4 separate regions of the Mus musculus genome follow, and all the other regions are linked to region 1. Evidence: chromatin contacts called from public promoter capture Hi-C and targeted proximity ligation data. All regions are on one chromosome and are shown on one strand. The core of a region is the stretch at or near the end of the contact, and the rest is flanking DNA. Distances in the headings are between cores, read along the strand shown.

Region 1 (2,822 bases), core at 83-2,582:
TCTTTCCCACCACCCATTAAAATGTCTGTTTACACAAAGCCCAGTGCTATATTCCAGGAATTGCAGAACCAAAGATCAGCTTCCCCTTTCCCCTTCTTCCTTCATTTCAAGAGGGCCAGTTCTTAAAAAACTGGCGATGGAATAAGACTGTGAGGTTTGACCCCAGCCAATGGGGAAAAAGACGAAGTCCCATCTAAGGGGGAATGAAAAATAAATGCATTTCCTGTCTACGAGTTCCATCTTCAGAGTACACCCTCTTTTTTTTTTTTCCATTTTTTATTAGGTATTTAGCTCATTTACATTTCCAATGCTATACCAAAAGTCCCCCATACCCACCCACCCCCACTCCCCTACCCACCCACTCCCCCTTTTTGGCCCTGGCGTTCCCCTGTACTGGGGCATATAAAGTTTGCGTGTCCAATGGGCCTCTCTTTCCAGTGATGGCCGACTAGGCCATCTTCTGATACATATGCAGCTAGAGTCAAGAGCTCGGGGTACTGGTTAGTTCATCAAGAGTAAAATTTACCCCGCCTAGGCCCTTCACTTGGAATATCGGTCTCTTTCTTTGAAATCTGGAGCTAACAGAGCTGAGGTAGCTACTTGTCTCAGTTTGTTGAGACAGCCCCCTTTGCCTTGCAATTTTTGTTTGTTTGGATGGTTGGTTTTGGTTTTGTGGAGAAAGGGTTTCTCTGTGCTGCCAGGGCTTTCCTGGAACTCGCTCTGTAGACCAGGCTGGCCTTGAAGTCACAAAGATCCTCTTCACTCAATTTGCCACCACACCCAGGTGCCTTGCATTTTTAAAGAGCCCTCCTTTTCAATTTTATGTTTCAATCTTTATGTTTACACCTTAAATTCTTGGACAGGTCGAAGTGTGTTTAAAAACTCACATAATGCTTAGAAGTCCTCGGGGCATCACAGAGGTGATCCATATCAGTAAACAGACACTCAGTCCCTTTTAATTTAATTTAATTTAATTTAATTCATGTATTTATTTAGGGAGGGCGTCTCACTATACAGCCTTAGCTGGCTTTGAACTCACAAACCCACATGCCTCTGTCCCTAACTGCTGGGAGTAAGGGCGTGGGCTACCACGCCCAGCTCAGAGGTACAGTCTTTCTAAAGCAGCAGAAGGCCCCAAGACCCGAGGCGCCAGGGCTGAGAACCAAGCGTCCCTCCCTGTCTGTGCAAAGACAGAGGAGGACCAGTGTGCTGTCTAGCCCGACTGCCCTGGGGTGGGGGTGGGGGACAGTCACCGCGCCAGCTGTAGCCACCGCAGCCGGAGAGCACGAGCGAGCGCAGGCGGCGGGCTCCCCGGGGCGGGAGGGCAGCGGAGGACAAGCGCGCGGAGCCGGGCGCACGCGCACGCGCACACGCACCGGCTCGCCGGGGGCCGGAAGAGCCGAGCGGCCGGGCGGCAGCTGCGGGCGCCAGAAGGCGCGCGGCTGCGGGGAGAGCGCGGGCTGCGGGATGGGGCCCCCGGAGAGCGCGGCGGAGCTTGCAGCCGAGGCGGTGGAGCTGCGCGAGCCCGAGCTGCAGCTCGCGGACCCGGCGTCCCCCGGCGAGGAGCACGTGGACGTCGAGGCGGAGGGCGCCCCTGGCCGCGGCAGGTGCTGGCCGTGTGGAGCCTGGGCGTGCGGCTCGCGTGGGGAGCCCGGTGAGTGCGGGCGGGCGGGGTCGGTCTGGTCCTCTGCGCACCGGCCTGAGCCGAGACCCAGAAAGTTTCCGAGTGTTAATAACCCCAAATTGGTGACGGGGGGTGGGGGGTGGGGGGGTGGGGGACAGGACCTCGCAGTCCAGTGGCAGTCAGAGGTGAAAGGTCACCGAGAGGGGCCAGGCAGCGGGTGGCAGGAAGCCGACTTGGAACCCACATCGTGGGTGTAAACCGATCTTCCTGAACCAAGTTGGAAAGACTGGAGTTCTGGAAGTGTTTGTCACGGAATCTCAGCATCGCAGAGAGGAAGAGTTCAGTGGACCACTGACCCTCAAGCTTTGGGGGGACAGGGGGACTTTTTAGCTACTGGCTTAAAACGAGGTACACCTTGCGAGGAGCCTCGGTGAAGAACCCTTAACTTTCGTTCAAATTCCCCTAACAAAGAAGTAAAGAGAGGCCGTGGAAGATGGGGGTTCGGGATTCGGTCTCACCCCACCTCCATCTGCCAAGGTCTGGGTAGGGCAGGTCCAGACAGCACTAGGTAAGGCTCTCTACTTTTGCCAGAGACTCTGTCTGCCTAGGGCCCTTTCCACTAAATAGCTTTCCAGTAAGAAGCCCATCTTTTAGACCTTTCTCAATCTAATCTCCGGGGTCTCTTCCCCTGAATATGCCCTACGACTTCTGTGCCTCTTGTCCCACTCAGGTTCCTACCTTCTTAGTTGTGTTTTTCTGAGTTAAGAGAGAAAAGTCTCGGGGAGATGAGTATTGCTACATTTCTGTCCTGAAAGCAAAGAGAAAAGATCTCGGGTTTCTGATTTTGTTTGCATGGATAGGTTACCCCATGTTGGGCTGACTAACCCGGGAGCTCCTGAGGTCAGTTTTTTTTCTAGTCACCCTATGGGTGGATGTCATTCTGGCCTAATGTGGAACTGGGCCTTGCAAACTCTTTAGTTTTCCATTCGGGCATGAATGAAGGGGTCTGCATACTTACTCAGGCAGCACGTGCTAAAAATGTCAGCACATCGTGAATGCCCAGGAATCTTGCCCTTCAATTTCAAGACAAGTTTCTAACAGTTATTTTGAAAACAAAGCACAAGCCACTATAAGCCAAAAGTTGGCATTGGATTTTTGACTGGCTCATTTTAGACTCTGTGTGCAGTCTAGGCTGGCT
Region 2 (2,822 bases), core at 184-2,683, 720 kb before region 1:
ACTCAGGAGGCAGAGGTGGTAGGTCTCTGAGTTTGAGGCCAGCCTGGTCTACATAGAGTTCCAGTCCAGCCAGGGCTACATAGTGACACTTTGGCTCAAATAAATAAAGAAAAAAGGAAGAAAGGAAAATTTAAATAATAAAAAGAGGAGAAAGGAAAGAAGGAAGAAAGGGAGGGAGGGAATAAGGGAGCGAGGGAGGGAGGGAGGAAGGGAGAGAGAGAGGGAGGAAGGAAGGGAGAGAGAGAGAGGAAGAGAGAGAGAGAGGAAGAAGAGACATGCTTCAAGAATATTTTGCTTCCACAGTGAATGACTTAAAGGCTGATGCTTGTGAACAAGTGCGGCACACAGCACCCTGAGCTCACCCATAGTCCCCACAGAGGGAGAGCAGAAGGGAGCAGAAGGCACGGCTGAAAGCAGGCTTGGGAAATGGACATTTGAATAGAGAAGACTTGGGTAAAGACAGCTTAAAGGCTGTTAACCTTGGGAGACAAGTCAAAGAGGAAGCAAAAGGAAAACTTTTGTGTTTTAAAACAGAGTGTTTTTTTGTAGTGTACGCTTAAACTCCTGCCTCTCCTGTTCATGTGTTGGGGTTACAAAGTCCACCACCATGCCAGGGTTTCTAAGGTGCCGGGGGTTGAATCCAAGGCCTCATGCATGCTAGGCCAGCACTCTATTGATTGAAGCCCACCACTAGCCCTTTGTGTGGATTTTGACTAAGTTTATTGTGACTCTATCTAAAATTCTCTCCTAAGCTTCATCTAGAATTTTCCTAATGTGGTATTTTCACAGAAAGAGGAAAGTCTGGTGCCCAGTGTGGCTTGCTCAGTAAGTGCTTTCTTCTTCAATTCCCAGTAGCCAATTACTGGGGATTTGTTTGGAGGGCAAGTGTCCATCCTCAGTGTTGTCTTGGGCTTAGGACTTGTTAAAGTCTCTGAAGCGCTCTAGGAACCTTGTGTCAGCTTTGTGTCTTGAAGGCGAAGGAAAACCGATCTTCTGGTTTACTTTTGGATTTTGTAGAGCAACCCTGAGGTCCCAGGTGGATTTAGTGTTTGGAAAAGGGAACTTGGGGGACTAACGCTGCCTGAGCCCCCAGGTCACTCTTCACATTTACAAAAGCAAACCTGGTGTCCCCAGTTGCTTCTCTCTTGACTCTTATTTATCTTCTGTCTTGGGTCACTGCCCCTGAGGTGCATCAAAAGCAAACTCCAAAAGACCAAAAACAAAGAAAACTAAACCAGATTCAAGGAAAAATGACCCGGCACCGTGGATTTGGTTTTACAAAGGCTCCATAGAATGGCTTTAAGTCTGCCTGCATTGTGCTGTTTGCACAGAGTGATTCACAGGTTTGAGACTCCAAGAATCTACAGATTCTGAACAAGTCCATAGGATGGGACACTGTCAGCCAGTGAGATGGATCAGCATGGAGGAATTCTCAGTGATTCTGAAGTGATTCAACTATTTCCAGCATATATATGGGACCACTGTGCAACCATGGCATTCCTTAAGCTGATGGTTTTGTTTGTGGACACACAGGAAGCACCAAGGAAGTAAAATGTAGAACAGACTTACAGATGTTGGCAGGACTCCACCTGATGTGTTACAGTTGTTCTCCAGGGTAACTTTGAATCCTTACTGAAAAAGGGACGCTAATTTTAAGTGGTCTTTCAGACTGGGTTGAGATGGAATGGAAACGTGCTATTTTGTTCCTTGGTTTTATGTGATCCATACCTTGATTACCTCCCAAAAGACTTGAAGAAGCATCTTGCTTGGCTATTGGAACAAACCCACTTACAGAGCTTAATACTGATCCTTATTACCATGTGCCTTACTTTATCCTTTAATAAGCATTTGCGGAGTTGCTTTTGGATAATGTGGTGATGCTTTGTTTTTGTTCATGTTCAGGCTACATCTTTGAACTCTATGTATCCATGGTAACTAATAAATTCACGTGTTGAGACCATGTCTTACTGTCCCCCTCCCCATAGGACTAAAGGATTTATTGTTTTGTTTGTTCACTGCCATCTGAAGGAAGCAACACTTGAAATGGAGTGATGTTTTCTGTAATAGCGGCTTTAATATTAAAAATGCAGCATCCTGTGAAACCCGGACAGCTTGGAGAGGGAGTCCCCCCCAAGGAGAGGGGATCCCCAAGGAGAGGGAGTCCCCAAGGAGAGGGGGTCCCAAGGAGAGGGAGTCCCCAAGGAGAGGGGGTTCCCAAGGAGAGGGAGTCCCAAGGAGAGGGGGTCCCAAGGAGAGGGCATCCCCAGGGAGAGGGCGTCCCCAGGGAGAGGGGGTCTCCAAGGAGAGGGGGTCCCCAAGGAGAGGGAGTCCCCAAGGAGAGGGAGTCCCCAGGGAGAGGGTTCCCCAAGGAGAGGGAGTCCCAAGGAGAGGGCGTCCCCAGGGAGAGGGGGGTCCCCAAGGAGAGGGGGTCTCCAAGGAGAGGGGGTCCCAAGGACAGGGCGTCCCCAGGTAGAGGGGGTCCCCAAGGAGAGGGAGTCTCCAGGGAGAAGGCGTCCCCAGGGAGAGGGGGTCCCCAAGGAGAGGGAGTCCCCAAGGAGAGGGAGTCTCCAAGGAGAGGGGGTCTCCAGGGAGAAGGCGTCCCCAGGGAGAGGGGGTCCCCAAGGAGAGGGGGTTCCCAAGGCAACGGCAGGGTGTGGGGTGAAGGCCTGAGTGGAGCCCTGTGGGGCCTGGAATAAAGCGCTGGTCTTGTGTTACCCTTTCATTTCAGTAGAGATGTATTTTTCAAAAGGCTAGGCATAGTGGGGCAAAGCCTTTAATACCAACACTCAGGAAGCAGAGGTGGGTTGATCTGCTGAGCCGAG
Region 3 (2,822 bases), core at 213-2,712, 700 kb before region 1:
GCAAGTTTTTCATCCCCAATGGACTCTTCCCAAGGGCTGCGGGTGTGTTTTCGCTAGAGCCCATGTTCAGTTCTAAACAAACACACGTCATTCTGTTAGTTTTCCGCGCCACTGGTGCATTCAGTGCCCAAATCAAGGCAATGTGTGGTGCTGACTGGCCAAAGCTTTGTGGCGGGAGGACATGAGAAGCCTTGTGTGTGTGTGTGTGTGTGTGTGTGTGCGCGCGCGCGCGCGCGCGCACACGCACCACGCAGTTCCCCTGTGCCCGTTAGTTATTGACTGAAGGAGCTGACGATTGAAGTTTCACAGTCAACCCCCAGTGGATTCCCATAACGTTCCCAATGGCCTGTGCCAGAAGCATAGGTCCAAACAACCCTCTTACCAGGCTCCGTGGCTTTACAGTGGATGGGATCTGGGAGAGTAGAGGGAAGGTTCTAGAACCCTGAAACCAGACCACTCTATTAGCGAACTCACAGCTGCCTTGTGGTGTAGACGAAGTGGAAACGATCAACTTTGTCCTAAGAGAAACAGACAGCCTGGTGACTCACCCAAGATACAGGCGAGCCAAGGTGGAAAGGGGGGTTTCCTCCCTGTATTCCTCCCCATATCTGCCTGGACTGGGGGCCCTCTTCCCGGCCGCTTGGCTGAGGTTGCAAGCCCCAGGGCTATAGGAATTGGGCCGGCTTGGCGGTATTACTACAGTGGAGGTTGACTTTGGAGCCTCTGGTCTCCTTAGTACCCCACCAGGGCTTAGAGAAGGGAGTCAGGCATGTGCAAGGCTGCACCTGGGGGTCCCAGAGACCTGGAGGCTTACTTGCTTTGAACTCGAAAGCAGGATTTTCCAAGTCTTCATGCGCTGGCTCGCCTGTGGGGCCCTGGAAAGCTAGCGTCCACGATCCGCCAGTCATACTTGACCTCCGAGACCGGCTAGGACCCTCGCCCTGGGATCTTCTTGGGATCCTCCCAGATCAGGAAGCGTTTGGAATCTCATTTACTCAACCGGTGGGTCAAGTCCATTGAACGATGATTCTTGAACGCGCTTTCCAAGCCAATGGAAAAGAGCCCACGAGGCGCCTGTGAATGGTGAGCTGGGAAGGCTTCGGGCTCGGGCAGCTGGTTCGACCCGGCTCGAGGGACAGCAGAGAGACAGCTAGGAAACCCAGGACTCCAAATTCCCACTTCTTGGAACCCCGATCCACAACCCACTCCCCCCGCCCCCTCCCCCGCCCGAAGCCGCACCGTGGTAACTCGGAGCTCTGCACACCTAGGACAAGGAAAGAGGTGTTCCTAGTCCCGCACCCCCAGGAGGCGCGCTCAGAGGGAAGCCGCCAGTGCGCCGCCTCTGCCTCGGCGCGGAACAAACGGTTAAAGATTTTTTTGGGCAGCGCCTCGAGGGGGGAGGAGCCAGGGGCCCGATCCGCAATTAAAGATGAACTTTGGGTGAACTAATTTGTCTGACCAAGGTAACGTGGGCAGTAACCTGGGCGGCCTTATAAAGAGGGCGCGCGGCGGGGTTCGGAGCTAGGGCGGCGGCGGCAGGTGGCGCGGGAGGCTGAAGCGTGCCATGGGGCTCCCGGCGCTGCTGGCCAGTGCGCTCTGCACCTTCGTGCTGCCGCTGCTGCTCTTCCTGGCGGCGCTCAAGCTCTGGGACCTGTACTGTGTGAGCAGCCGCGATCGCAGCTGCGCCCTCCCCTTGCCCCCCGGTACCATGGGCTTCCCATTCTTTGGGGAAACATTGCAGATGGTGCTTCAGGTAAGGGAGCTCGGGAAGGGACCTGACGCTTCCCCCGGAGTCCGCCTCAGCTCTGGGCCTGGGCTGAAGGTGGGATAAGTGTCCTCGCGAGGGAGGCGACCACGGCTTGGAAGAGGGGCTAGACGGAGACCAGATGCTCCCCGGCGCCCCCTCATGCGGGTTGCGGGTCTCTCTCCTCCACCTCCCTCTCAGCGGAGGAAGTTTCTGCAGATGAAGCGCAGGAAATACGGCTTCATCTACAAGACGCATCTGTTTGGGCGGCCCACGGTGCGGGTGATGGGCGCGGATAATGTGCGGCGCATCTTGCTGGGAGAGCACCGGTTGGTGTCGGTGCACTGGCCCGCGTCGGTGCGCACCATCCTGGGCGCTGGCTGCCTCTCCAACCTGCACGATTCCTCGCACAAGCAGCGAAAGAAGGTGAGGGTGAGCTGGCAACTCCTTGGCTGGCAGGGAGACCTCATCCTATGGCTTGGTTCAGGCAAATAGATGCGGGGCGAGGGCTAGTCCTATGTGGTGGGGACCAGGACCCTCTCTATCTGAGATCCACTTTAGCTTTTCTGCTAGCACGTGGGTTAGTCCTGGGGGGACTGAAATTCTTGAAAGGGTACTCGGAAAGGCGAAGGGGGGGGGGCTGAGGGAAAGTAGAGGATTGTAACACTCTCTGCTCCTGGGGGGTGCTCAGGTGATTATGCAGGCCTTCAGCCGCGAGGCACTCCAGTGCTACGTGCCCGTGATCGCTGAGGAAGTCAGCAGTTGTCTGGAGCAGTGGCTAAGCTGCGGCGAGCGCGGCCTCCTGGTCTACCCCGAGGTGAAGCGCCTCATGTTCCGCATCGCCATGCGCATCCTGCTGGGCTGCGAGCCGGGTCCAGCGGGCGGCGGGGAGGACGAGCAGCAGCTCGTGGAGGCTTTCGAGGAGATGACCCGCAATCTCTTCTCTCTTCCCATTGACGTGCCCTTTAGCGGCCTGTACCGGGTAAGGGCGGTTTGCGGAGTCGGAGTAGGGGAACGCAAGCTCGGGCATCCGCTCACCGCCACGCTCTCTCCGCGCTCAGGGCGTGAAGGCGCGGAA
Region 4 (2,822 bases), core at 140-2,639, 540 kb after region 1:
TGGTGCTTTTCTTAGCCATTGCTAGTATTTAGTCTACACAGCAGCCAAGATGAGTCAGGAAATTAATGTAGCAATGTAGCAGATGTCTGTTCTGTGAGAACCAAATGAATTTGCACTGTGCTCCAACTCTTGTTCTGGACAAATCAACCTGCTCTTCCTAAAGACCTAGAAGGGAAGCCGACCATCAAGGCATGGTTGCATACATTGGCACGTGGGAGGCAGAGGCAGGTGGGGCTCTATGAGTTCAAGGGTGGCATAATCTACATAGCAAGTTCTAGACCAGGGGGGGAGGAGCGCAGCATAGTGAGACCCTGTCGCAAATAAAATCTTATTTTTTAAAATAGAGGATCCCCCCGAAGGTGGTTATGGTAAAGCCATGTCTTTTTCTCTTAAATTTTTCTTTACATTTTTATTTAGTGTGCATATTTAGAGGTGTGTGGGTAGGCTTACAAATGCGACTTGGTACTCATAGAGATTAACGGACAATTTGCAGGACTTTTCTTCTCCGTGCGTAAAGCATTGCAGAAAAGGAATTGAAACCTAAGCAAAACGGCCACGAGAAAAACCCTTCAGCACCCACTCTTATTAGCGGTCTATTTGTTTTCTGAAAAAAAAAAAATTTTTTTTTTTTTTTAAAGATTCATGTACTCCAGGGCTCCAGGGTGTCTGTAAACCAAGGATCACTGACCTTCCAAAAGTCCTAATCCTGTGCCTGGACCTCCACTGCGCGAGATGACAAGGGAGCCTTTCCCTGTGGGCAGGCATTACACCAACTCCGCTACACCTACAGACCTTGTTCTCTCCTCCGTTCCTCTCAGTCAGTTTATCACTCGCTATTTTATCCTAAATACTTTTTCCCCCCTGAACTAGCTATAATCTTAATTTCTCATCTTTCTTCTTACTCACAAACCACTCCTCAGAGTTATTTGGAAAGGAAGTTTACGAAAAACCGCGAACTACAACTGGTCAGGGTCCAGCGAGCTTGGCCGTTTTTGACACCCTAACATCGACCTTCACCTACCGAAAGGACAGGTATTGGGGGCGTTCAAACAATCCAGTGTGTGAAGAGGTCTTGCACCCGCCGAACAACTCGGGACCATCATTAAATAAGAAAGGGGCGATCGGGGCCACTACGGTCTGCGGCGCCTCTGTGACCACGGGCGACATTCAAGGCTGGAGCTAGCTACACCCCCTTTGCCTGGGTCCAGGTAAAGGCTTAACGCATCCCTCCTGGGGAGAGGCGGAAAGCAAAGCCAAGCGCGTCCAAATCTCGTGAGCCGAGGTCTGCAGCGGGCGGGGAGCCCGAAGTCTCGCGAGACCACCGGGTTTTCCCGCGAAAGAGAAGCGCGCGAATTTCTTGCGCCGCGGGGCGAGCGAGCCGGCGGGGTGTGAGGATTTAGCTCGCGGCGTTTGAGGCGACTGGGTCCCCGGCCGGTGTCCAGCCGTGCCTGCGGAGCCGCCCGCGAGCAGCAGCGGTGAGCCGGCGGCGTGAAGGCTGCACCCCGGGGAGGGAGCTCGCCGGGGTCCGGGCTGAGGAGGGGAAAAGGCGTGAGGAGCCGCCGGCGGCGACCTGGTCTGCTTGGTGGCACGGAAGCGTTCCCCCACGTCTCCCTTACAGGTCTCCTCACGAGCTGGGTCCCGGCCGACCGGCTTTGCCACCCAGACGCTGTCCGTGGCTTTGGCCGGCGATGCAGACGGCCAGGGAGGGGGAAGGCCGTGGCTTCCCGAAGTTGGAACTCGGGGGTTGTAACTTGAATCCCGTTCTGAAAGCCCCCGCCGTGCTCCCTTAGGGTCCTTGGCTCCAGAGATGGCCGAACAAACGGAGCCTGCGGTGATTACTCCAGCCATGCTGGAGGAGGAGGAACAGCTCGAGGCTGCGGGACTTGAGAAAGAGCGGAAGATGTTAGAAGAGGTAATGTAAAGTCCACGGCCGGCGGTTCTCCCCGGCTCCCCACCCCCACCCCCGGCCTGCCTCCCCGCCTGCCTCCCCCACTTGCTTCTCCTTGAACTTCCAAGCAGCCCTGGCCACTTGGCTTCTCCGTACTTGTAAAGTGGAAATCTTGGCGTGGGCTTTGAATGATAGATAGGTTTCTGAAGTGTGGTCTGGGCGGGGTAGGTTGCAACTTATCTTTGAGTGGACGTTTCAGATTGCTTTTTTGACTACTAAGATTCAGTCAAGAGTCACTGGTAAGTGTTTGCTTGCTTTTGCCATCTTTATTGGCTTTTAAAATATGTTCTCTCACTGTATGCCTAATGGCCAACATTATTAATCTTTAATGCCCCGAGTCATAATGTATGTATTAGTAGACAGAGGTGGTAGACGTTGACATTAATCAACGGTTGGGCTGTAAGCCGGGTCTACTGATAATTCCCTTCCCCTCTATTTTTCTGTTGGGTTTGTTTTTGAGACAGTATTATGCTGGCCTTCATATCCTAGGGTCCCCCTGCCTAGCTTCCCAGTGCTGGCTGGGATTACTGGAGTGTGCATATCATTCCCTTCTCCTAAGGATTTCTTAGCAATTTATTACTGTTTGCTGCCTAAGTAATCAATTTGTTTTAGTTTTCTACAAGTAAGGTTCTTTAGCTAAAATTGAGGTGTATGTTTTCATGGTAAGTTACAGTATTTGTACATTTCTTTAAAAAACAGAATCTTTTAAAACGTAGTGAAAGCAGCTTTTAACATTTGGCAAGTTTAGTTCTTGATTAGTACTATGAAGTGCCACCACCCTGCTGCTTAGTTGTTGCATATGCAAGAAAAGGTGATATAATCATGGGAAGTTCTTAACTCCATCTTAGTTTTTTTTTTTCCTTGCATTTATTTC

The links. Promoter capture Hi-C pulls out the DNA fragments that hold promoters and counts their contacts.
Region 2: a targeted proximity ligation map of pancreatic cancer cells shows a contact between it and region 1. A contact is called at or near these places in 3 of 39 promoter capture datasets (hippocampal neurons, liver and pre-B cells) and 1 of 130 datasets of targeted methods (pancreatic cancer cells).
Region 3: a contact with region 1 is called in a promoter capture Hi-C map of liver, with 2.5 times the contacts expected there. A contact is called at or near these places in 5 of 39 promoter capture datasets (embryonic stem cells, hippocampal neurons, liver and 1 more), 2 of 484 Hi-C or Micro-C datasets (embryonic stem cells and liver), 1 of 130 datasets of targeted methods (stem cell-derived neural progenitor cells) and 1 of 9 other capture datasets (adipose tissue).
Region 4: a targeted proximity ligation map of pancreatic cancer cells shows a contact between it and region 1. A contact is called at or near these places in 1 of 484 Hi-C or Micro-C datasets (embryonic stem cells), 4 of 130 datasets of targeted methods (embryonic limb bud, microglia, neural tube and 1 more) and 2 of 9 other capture datasets (adipose tissue and embryonic stem cells).

Annotation. Positions count from the first base shown.
Region 1 is chr19:38,394,648-38,397,469 of GRCm38.p6, forward strand. Slc35g1 (solute carrier family 35, member G1) reads left to right here and starts at 1,333. Exons shown (of 3, transcript NM_175507.3): 1 at 1,333-1,654. The coding sequence starts at 1,468.
Region 2 is chr19:37,675,333-37,678,154 of GRCm38.p6, forward strand. All of the region lies in intron 20 of Exoc6 (exocyst complex component 6), which reads left to right. Gm32342 (a long non-coding RNA gene) reads right to left here. Exons shown (of 3, transcript XR_003952929.1): 3 at 2,055-2,822. Among named protein-coding and RNA genes, the nearest start is that of Cyp26c1, 8.9 kb to the right of the region's middle.
Region 3 is chr19:37,696,346-37,699,167 of GRCm38.p6, forward strand. Cyp26a1 (cytochrome P450, family 26, subfamily a, polypeptide 1) reads left to right here and starts at 1,463. Exons shown (of 7, transcript NM_007811.2): 1 at 1,463-1,753; 2 at 1,946-2,170; 3 at 2,436-2,726; 4 at 2,806-2,822. The coding sequence starts at 1,565. It overlaps Gm32342 (a long non-coding RNA gene), which reads right to left and starts at 1,201. Exons shown (of 3, transcript XR_003952929.1): 1 at 815-1,201; 2 at 383-518.
Region 4 is chr19:38,929,601-38,932,422 of GRCm38.p6, forward strand. Hells (helicase, lymphoid specific) reads left to right here and starts at 1,390. Exons shown (of 22, transcript NM_008234.3): 1 at 1,390-1,475; 2 at 1,791-1,912. The coding sequence starts at 1,808.